Regions from separate parts of the Mus musculus genome. Here region 2 is linked to region 1. A link is a contact called in public HiChIP or PLAC-seq data. All regions are on one chromosome and are shown on one strand. Each heading gives the region's core, a stretch centred on a gene start, on an enhancer-like site or on the middle of the called end of the contact. The rest is flanking DNA. Distances are from core to core; before and after follow the strand shown.

Region 1 (3,888 bases), core at 908-3,407:
GTTCTTAACTCTTTGCTTTTCTAGGATGAAAAGCCATTGGCTTCTGGTAATAAACTCTTGCTGGCATCATCAGGGAATTAAGAGGAAAAAAGGCTTAAGAAAAAATGCTGCTCAGGAGGCTCCTGCTGGCTAGGCAAGAGGCTTGCAGCTTGGTAACCCTTCATGAACCATAGAGAAAAGAAAATAAAGAAAGGGAGAACTCAAGCACACACACACACACCCTGCTCCGGCCATACCACCCATCTCATCAACTCTACAAGTGCTTATGCATATTTATACACACACACACACACACACACACACACACACACGTATGTAGGGACAAACAGACATACATATATACATTTGGTGAATGGGGCAGAGCCCCCAAGCCATACTTTAATTCTTCTCTCTGGCTTTCTTATACTTTCTTATACCTTTGTAGGCAATTTTTAAAAAAATTACCTCATAGATGAAATGTTACACAAAAGGGGCGTTACAGAAGGATGTTGGTGTTATCAGTTCAAAGCAGAGTTTCATTCTATAAGCTCATTGTAAGTTCAAAACAACAGTTTCACATGGCCTGGTGACAACTGTGACTTCATCCTTAGACCTGGCCTAAATGAATGTTTTTCCTTGGTCATAAATCTGTCCCAATCTTTTCTGCTTTCTTATTCTAGTGCAATCAGCCTGTAACACATAAAGGTTTACAGAGCCCTATTTGCAGCTCTTCAGAGAGTCAGAAGTTACTTGTGTAAATTTAGGAATTCCATAAACCTAGTATCAGGAACTATAAAAATTTCAGTTTGTCAACACAGCACTATTACGTGATAAGATATCTTTATTGAACTGCAGGGAATCTGCCCAACAGGGTAGGCTAATACCCAGGAATCATTAGGCTATGTAATAGTGACAGGAAAGGCATACCAGCAGGAAGAAGAAATCCTGGGATAAAAATCTCTGAAGATCCTGCAAATCAGAGCTTACCCATTGCAGCTGTGCAAAGCAGTGGGCCATCTCCAGAAAACCTACTTGTTTGTCTTTAGCCTTTCCTCAATGACTTCTGGCAGTTGAGTTCGAGGCCAGCCTGGTCTACAGAATGAGCTCCAGGACAGCCAGGGCTACACAGAGAAACCCTGTCTTGAAAAACAAAAATAAAAAAAAACAAACAAAAAACCCACCCCCCCCACAAAACCCAAACAAACAAACAAACAAAAAACAAAAAACAACCAAAACAAACAAACAAAAAGACCCAGCCATTTTAAATTCTCTGTCAAAGAGTTTGCACATATCCATTGCTTTCTGGTCAGTTTTTGATGCCTTATCTTTTAGGTAGGGTAATGGTCCTTTGAGCTGAATAGAAGCACCTATTATTGGACAGATTAGAAGTTTATTCCAGACTTCACTCTGTGGCTTTATTTGTGGCTATATTATATGGGCTGATATGTGGTGTGGTATGTGGTGTGGTGTGGTGTGGTGTGGTGTGGTGTGTGTGTGTGTGTGTGTGTGTGTGTGTGTGTGTGTGTGTGTGTGTGTTTGTATAATTGTGTGTGTGTCCTGAGCCTAGTCTGGTCTTACTCTAACACTAGAGGGTGTGTTCAGTATAGATTTCCTAGAGCCATGGTTGGTATATTATCAATATTTCAGCACTAGAGGGCACCCCAAAACTATATTTGCAGCAATCAGCAGTTGAAGCTGTTTTTCAGGATGGAATGGGTGTTAAAGCAATTTTTACTTTTTGATTTAGACATTTTTAAAGAGGATGTTTCTGTGCTGCCAAGATGGCTCCGATGGCTCTCACTGCCAAACCTGAGCACCTGAGTTCCACGCTGGGACCACGTGGTGGAAGGAGGGAGCCTGCTCCCTGAGGTTGTCCTCTGGTCTCCACATACACAGACACACAGACACACAGACACACAGACACACACACACACACACACACACACACACACACACACACACACACACAAAGAGAGAGAGAGAACAAATGAATATAAAAAATAAAATAAAGAGATTTTCAAATATTAAATATTAATAATTAATATTTCAGATTAAAAAGTGATGACTTTATTTCCAACCCAAATATCAGAAAATTCAACGTGAGTAACCCGTCTGATGAGAGAGAGCAGCTGATCACTGAGGCAGCTTCTTTGAAACAAGATCTTCAGACGATTGTGAATGGCTCTCAGTCTAAGAATACGGACACTTCTTAACCATTCGTTTCTGCATTAAAACACTCTTACTTGTGCAGTGTTGTTTTGAGACACCCACGAGATACTGTTACTCTTCACAATTCTTGTAAACAGCAAAAAGAGCGTGCTGCTAAGCCAGATCTGTCGGACTTACACATGGCTGTGGCTCTTGTAGAGGCGGAGGCTTCAGTCTCAATGACCCGAGTAACAGACTGCCAGGGAAGGCGGGAGACTTGAAGAGGGAGTGGCTGCATCTCACAGCCACACTGCACAGAGGCTATTATTATCATTTACTGACAGGAAAGGGAAACAGAAATAGGAAGTAAGGGATCTGGGCCACTGTTGGTAAGATTAGATTTTTTATTTCCAAAGGCAAGTTTTTTTTTTTTTTCCTTCCCCTTCCTATTTTTAGTTAGAATTGGCACATCATGGCTTGCATTTGGGGTGACTCAGTAGGTGGTTCTTAAGTCCTCTTGTCTCTGATCCTTGTACTATCATCTTAAATTTGCCGAGCCATTTTAGGCTCTTGGACATTGCCCAGAAATGTAAAGTGCTGAGGAGATGCAGGTTGCAACGTCTCTATTCCGTCTGCGCAGAGTCTCCCCCACACTGATACTGGCAAGTCAGATGGACAAGCGCTTTGATGAGTCAGGACACCTTGATATCTTTTTAACTCTTACAACTTTTGCTGTTTTATAAATGAGAAAGCTGACATTAAGGTAGATTAAGCAGTTTCCCTGTGGTAATACCAAATAGTAAGAGGCAGATGTGGTCCTGACATCCAGCCACCTGGCCCCAGTGCCTCTTCAGCAGATTCGACTTTCTCTGGAGGGCGAGGAGCTCTGCCCCTGGTGTCTATTCGGTCTTCCCATACCTTTTCTAAGTTTATACATCGGAGAAAGGTGCCTTAGAAAACAAAGAAGACACAGGACCATGACCGGAGCCACGTGCCATACAGAGCAAGGGAGGGCTGAGGGCTGAGAGCTTCCTCTGCTCTCCAAACAAAGGCTGAGTGTGGGAGACAGATGAAAAATTCACAGTAAAAAGGAAGGCAGTGATAGTGAAACTCTATTTCTTACTTGTTATTTTTTTAATTGGATATTTTATTTATTTACATTTCAAATGTTATCCCCTTTCCCAGTTTCCCCTCTGAAACCCCCCTATACCATCCTCCCTCCCCCTATTCCACCCACCCACTCCTGCCTCCCTACCTTGGCCTTCCCCTACACTGGGCCATCCAGCCTTCCCAAGACCAAGGGCCTCTCCTCCCATTGATGTCTGACAAGTCCGTCTTCTGCTACATATGAAGCTGGAGCCATGGGTCTCTTCATGTGTACTCTTTGGTTGGTGGCTTAGTTCCTGGGAGCTCTAGGGGGGTCTGGTTGGTTGATATTGTTGTTCCTCTTATGGGGTTGCAAACCCCTTCAGTTCCTTCAGTCCTTTCTTTAACTCCTCCATTGGGGTCTCGTGCTCAGTCCAATGGTTGGCTGTGAGCATCTGCCTCTAGTTGTCAGGCTCTGGCAGAGCCTCTCAGGAGACAGCTATATCAGGCTCCTGTCAGCAAGCACTTCTTGGCATCCACAATAATGTCTGGGTTTGGTGTCTGTAAATACGATGGATGCCCAGGTGAGGAGTCTCTGGATGGCCTTTCCTTCAGTCTCTGTTCCACACTTTGTCTCCCTACTTCCTCCCTTGAGTATTTTGTTCCCCCTTCTGA
Region 2 (3,888 bases), core at 614-3,113, 860 kb after region 1:
GAAACCGTCTCGAAAAACCAAAAACCAACAACAACAACAACAAAAAAAGTCTCTTCCTCACTAAGAGGGCTGACTGGACTTTAGGCTAATATTACCCCAACTTTTCTCTGGAAATACAGCGATGAATTCCTCTACAACAGGAATACTGGAAAATGAACAGTGCGGCTGAGGTGATTCCAAAAAGAGCTGATGAGGGGCCCTAATAGGAATGGCATTCCTAGACGAAGAACATATTGAAGAACATATTTTTTTTTTAAAGTTTAGCTCGTTAACAGGCAAAAGGCGGGGGGGGGGGGGACCCTAAGTTCCGATACCTAAACAGCATTTCAGAATCCTAGCCATGGAAGCTAAACTAGAGGCGAAATTCATCAATACTGGAGTCTGCGGCACACAACGCCGAATCTGGGCTGCTGAGCTAAAGTACTCCAGACCTGGAGGGAAAATACGTAAAAATCAAAATGGAGGAGGGGCCAAGGAGAAATGGGCTGGAAGCTAAAACCTCGTGGCGCGTGGCGCGCGTCTCATGGCGCCATCCAGCCTTCCTGCTCCACGCTGCCCAGCCTTGGGGACTCACCATCCGGCCTCACCAGCGGCCGCACGCGGCGCCCAGCTCCCTCGGGCGCCCCTCATGGAGCCCGAGCGCCCACTGAACTTGGCGGCTGTTAAACGGCAGGCGAACAAGCAGCCACATCCTAAAAGGGAGCGAGGGGGAGTAAAGAAAGAACCATCTGGGAGGGCTCCACCCTTCTCCACCTGCAGTAAAGACCCGAGGTTAAGTCAAGTCGCCCCTCGCTGCCGTGCAGGAGAAAATACAAAGGAAAGAGGTTCCTCGCAAAGTCAGACTCGGTAACCCCTTCCCTGCGATCCAAGGAGCGAGCGACCCGGACACCGAAGAGCATGGAGCCTGTACAACTTTCTCACTGAGACTGATGCGGTTTTCTCTTCTAAGCATAAAAGACAGCAGCCCCTGCTGTCATCCCATCCGTGACTGTGCCCATCGAGCTTCGGCTCTCCCGGAAAGCCCTGCAACCCCCAGGTGGGCTCCCGGCAGCGGGCGCGCCACCTCGCGCATCCCGGCCAGCCTCGCAGCCCACAGGCTTGGGCCGGGGCCAGGGCCAAGCCGGGCGGAGGAGCGTACCGGGGCTCCGAGGGAAGCCCCGAAAGCCGGGTCCTTACACCCGACTTGCAAAACAATAAGCATCCGCTTTCCGCCCCTCCCCCACAAGACCCTGACCACGAGTCACAGCCGCCGCCGGGAACCAGCGAGGGAGCGCACCATCCCTGCGGGGGACTTGTAGGAGGAACCCGCATCCTGGACCCTCGGTCGCCCGGGTCCCCCCGCTGGTCCCCAACGCCGCGCACCGAGCCTGCGCGGGGTCTGGCGGCGCCGGAGCGCGGCGGCCCGGAACGAGGATCCCGCGGGCCACGCGGTGGCAGGCTGCAACTGACACGGCCCGCGGGCGCCGGCCACATGCGCCGCCCGCCGTGCGAGCAGGGCGCGCGGACTCTTACCTTCCCGCTGGCCGTGCCCCCGCTCACGCCGATCAGGAAGGGCTCGCCGCCGTTGGGCTGCTGGTGGTTCTGCAGGGTCTGCTCGCTGTCCCCGGCCATGACTCGCGCCGCCCCTCCTCTCGCAGCCTGTGCGAACCGACGCACGCTCCCCGCCCGCGACCGGGCTCGCTCGGCTCCTCGCAGGAGCAGCTGGTCGCTGCTGAGGTCGAGGCTGGGCCGGCCGCGGCTGGAGCCCGGGCGCGGGGGAGGCCGAGGTGGCTTTCCCGGAGGTGCCGAGAGCTCTCCTGTGCCCGTGGCGGCCCGTGGGGTTTACATCCCAGGCAGAGGTCAGCGTGATGAGGCTGCTCCAATCCGGGCGGGCTGCGCGCTGCTATTCGCCAGGAGTCTGGCCCCAGCCTCCGCCCCGCCCGGGCCCCGCCGCCGCCCGAGGTCTCTGGGAAAGGTGTGAGCGCCACTCCCCTCCCCACCCGCCGGATTAACCCTTTCTGGGACGGAGCGGGGGGTGGGGTGGAGGGGTGAAGAAACCGGCTAGGTCAGCGTCTTAATGCGCCACTCTGCGTCCTATTTCAAAAGAGATCAAAAGCTAGAAGAGACTGCCAGAGCAGAGCAGAGACTGGAGGTTTGAGACGCAAAACTGGAAAAGGCTGGGAATATGAAGATGGAGAATTAATGCCTAGACCCTTCATCCTCACTGAAACTTGTGTTTTCAGAGACTCCCTTCCCACCCTCCGTGTGCCAAAATAGTGTGTCACCCGCTCGGCTTAAGAGAGTTCCTGTCTTGGAAACCCCCAAGTGCCATTTTCCTTAGCAGGTCTGTCCTCATGTGACTCCCTAAAAGAAGGGTGACTCGGGGACGGTTACTCCTCCCTGAAAAACCAGTGCCCTTCCACACCATCCTAGCTCCGCAGTACTGACATTCCCGTGGAGCTAGGGTTAATGAAAATAGAAACATAACAATGCCATTTCCATTCATTGATGACTTTAACTGACCTAGTTTATTAGAGGCAGGCAATTTGTCACTTAGTTAGGAAAACAGTACCAAATGGAGACTAAAAAGGAGTCTTCACCGCGGGAGCCAGATGTCTTCATTCACATCAAGTTCCATAAGCAAGGCCAATGTGCCTCAGTGCTCTATTAAATGAAAATAAAAATGATACACGCTAGGATTTTTGATGGGCTAAAATGAATTATCATAGGTAAAGTTTTTAGAACAATGCCTGAATATCACTGTAGAGTATTGGGGCTTGAAAAGACTCCTAAAGGAACCAGAAAGGGCAGTTTTGCTGGGCACACCTGAAAGGTAGTACTAGAATCTCCGCTTCTCTGAACTCTGAACCTCTTTTTTTTTGGGGGGGGGTTCGAGACAGAGTTTCTTTATATAGCCCTGGCTGTCCTAGAACCAGAAACCTGTAGACCAGGCTAGCCTTGAACTCAGAAATCCACCTGCCTCTGCACACCTTTAATCCCAGCACTTGGGAGGCAGAGGCAGGCAGATTTCTGAGTTCGAGGCCAGCCTGGTCTACAAAGTGAGTTCCAGGACAGCCAGGGCTATACAGAGAAACCCTGTCTCGAAAAATCAAAAACAATAACAACAACAACAACAACAATAACAACAACAACAACAAAAACACTGGCTGCTTGTCCAGAGGTATGTGGGTCCAATTCCCGTCACTCACTTGGCAGCTTCAGGGGATCTGATGCCCACTTCTTGGCCCTGCTTCCACCAGGAACACTGGTGCACAGATATACATGCAGGCAAAACGCCTATATACATAAAACAGGGTTTTGTTTGGGTTTTTTTGTTTGTTTTGTTTTTGTTTCTTTTCCAAGACAGGGTTTCTCTGTATCCTGAAACTCTATAAACCAGGCTGGTCTCAAACTCACAGAGATCCTCCTGCCTCTGCCTCCTGAGAGAGTCCTGGGAGTAAAGGTATGTGCAGCCACCACTGTGCTACAATTTTTAAGTTTAAAAAGAAATAAAAAATTTTAAGTCTAACACACTTTCTTGTTTTTGAAAACATCGTTAAAGAGTAACGAATCAGTCCAACGTGATATAGTGCATCTTCTCTCTTACTGACTTCAAAAAACAAAAAGGAAATAAGAAACTTCCAATTCTTTAGTGGAAAAACACCAAGGATTTAGCTGGGTATTGTTGGCAGATGCCTTTAACCCCAACACTTAGGAAGCCGAGGCAGGCAAATCTCTGAGTTCCAGGACAGTCAAGGCTGCACAGAGAAATCTTGGGACTTGGGGGGAGAAGACAGCACTCTTTGTTTTGTTCTTTTGAGATAGGATCTTATGTAACCCAGGCTGACCCTGTTACTCCCTAAATAGCTGAAATGGACCTTCCAGATCCCACAGTCTCCACCACCTTGT

What was found. HiChIP or PLAC-seq counts read pairs in DNA pulled down with a chosen protein or histone mark.
Region 2: a contact with region 1 is called in an H3K4me3 HiChIP or PLAC-seq map of bone marrow-derived macrophages, with 4 times the contacts expected there. The contact joins the promoter of Uck2 here to the enhancer-like site in region 1. A contact is called at or near these places in 1 of 39 promoter capture datasets (the C10 cell line), 10 of 115 datasets of contacts at active chromatin or transcription factors (SST interneurons, astrocytes, bone marrow-derived macrophages and 6 more) and 1 of 9 other capture datasets (liver).

What each region holds. Positions count from the first base shown.
Region 1 is chr1:166,427,559-166,431,446 of GRCm38.p6, forward strand. No RefSeq gene overlaps it. Among named protein-coding and RNA genes, the nearest start is that of Gm39694, 3.2 kb to the right of the region's middle. Within about 2 kb of position 2,158, at least 26 of the 459 cell types and tissues checked have an H3K27ac peak or open chromatin away from gene starts, as enhancers often do. A contact at or near this core is called in bone marrow-derived macrophages, where this site is marked.
Region 2 is chr1:167,283,264-167,287,151 of GRCm38.p6, forward strand. It overlaps Uck2 (uridine-cytidine kinase 2), which reads right to left and starts at 1,864. Exons shown (of 7, transcript NM_030724.3): 1 at 1,513-1,864. The coding sequence starts at 1,611.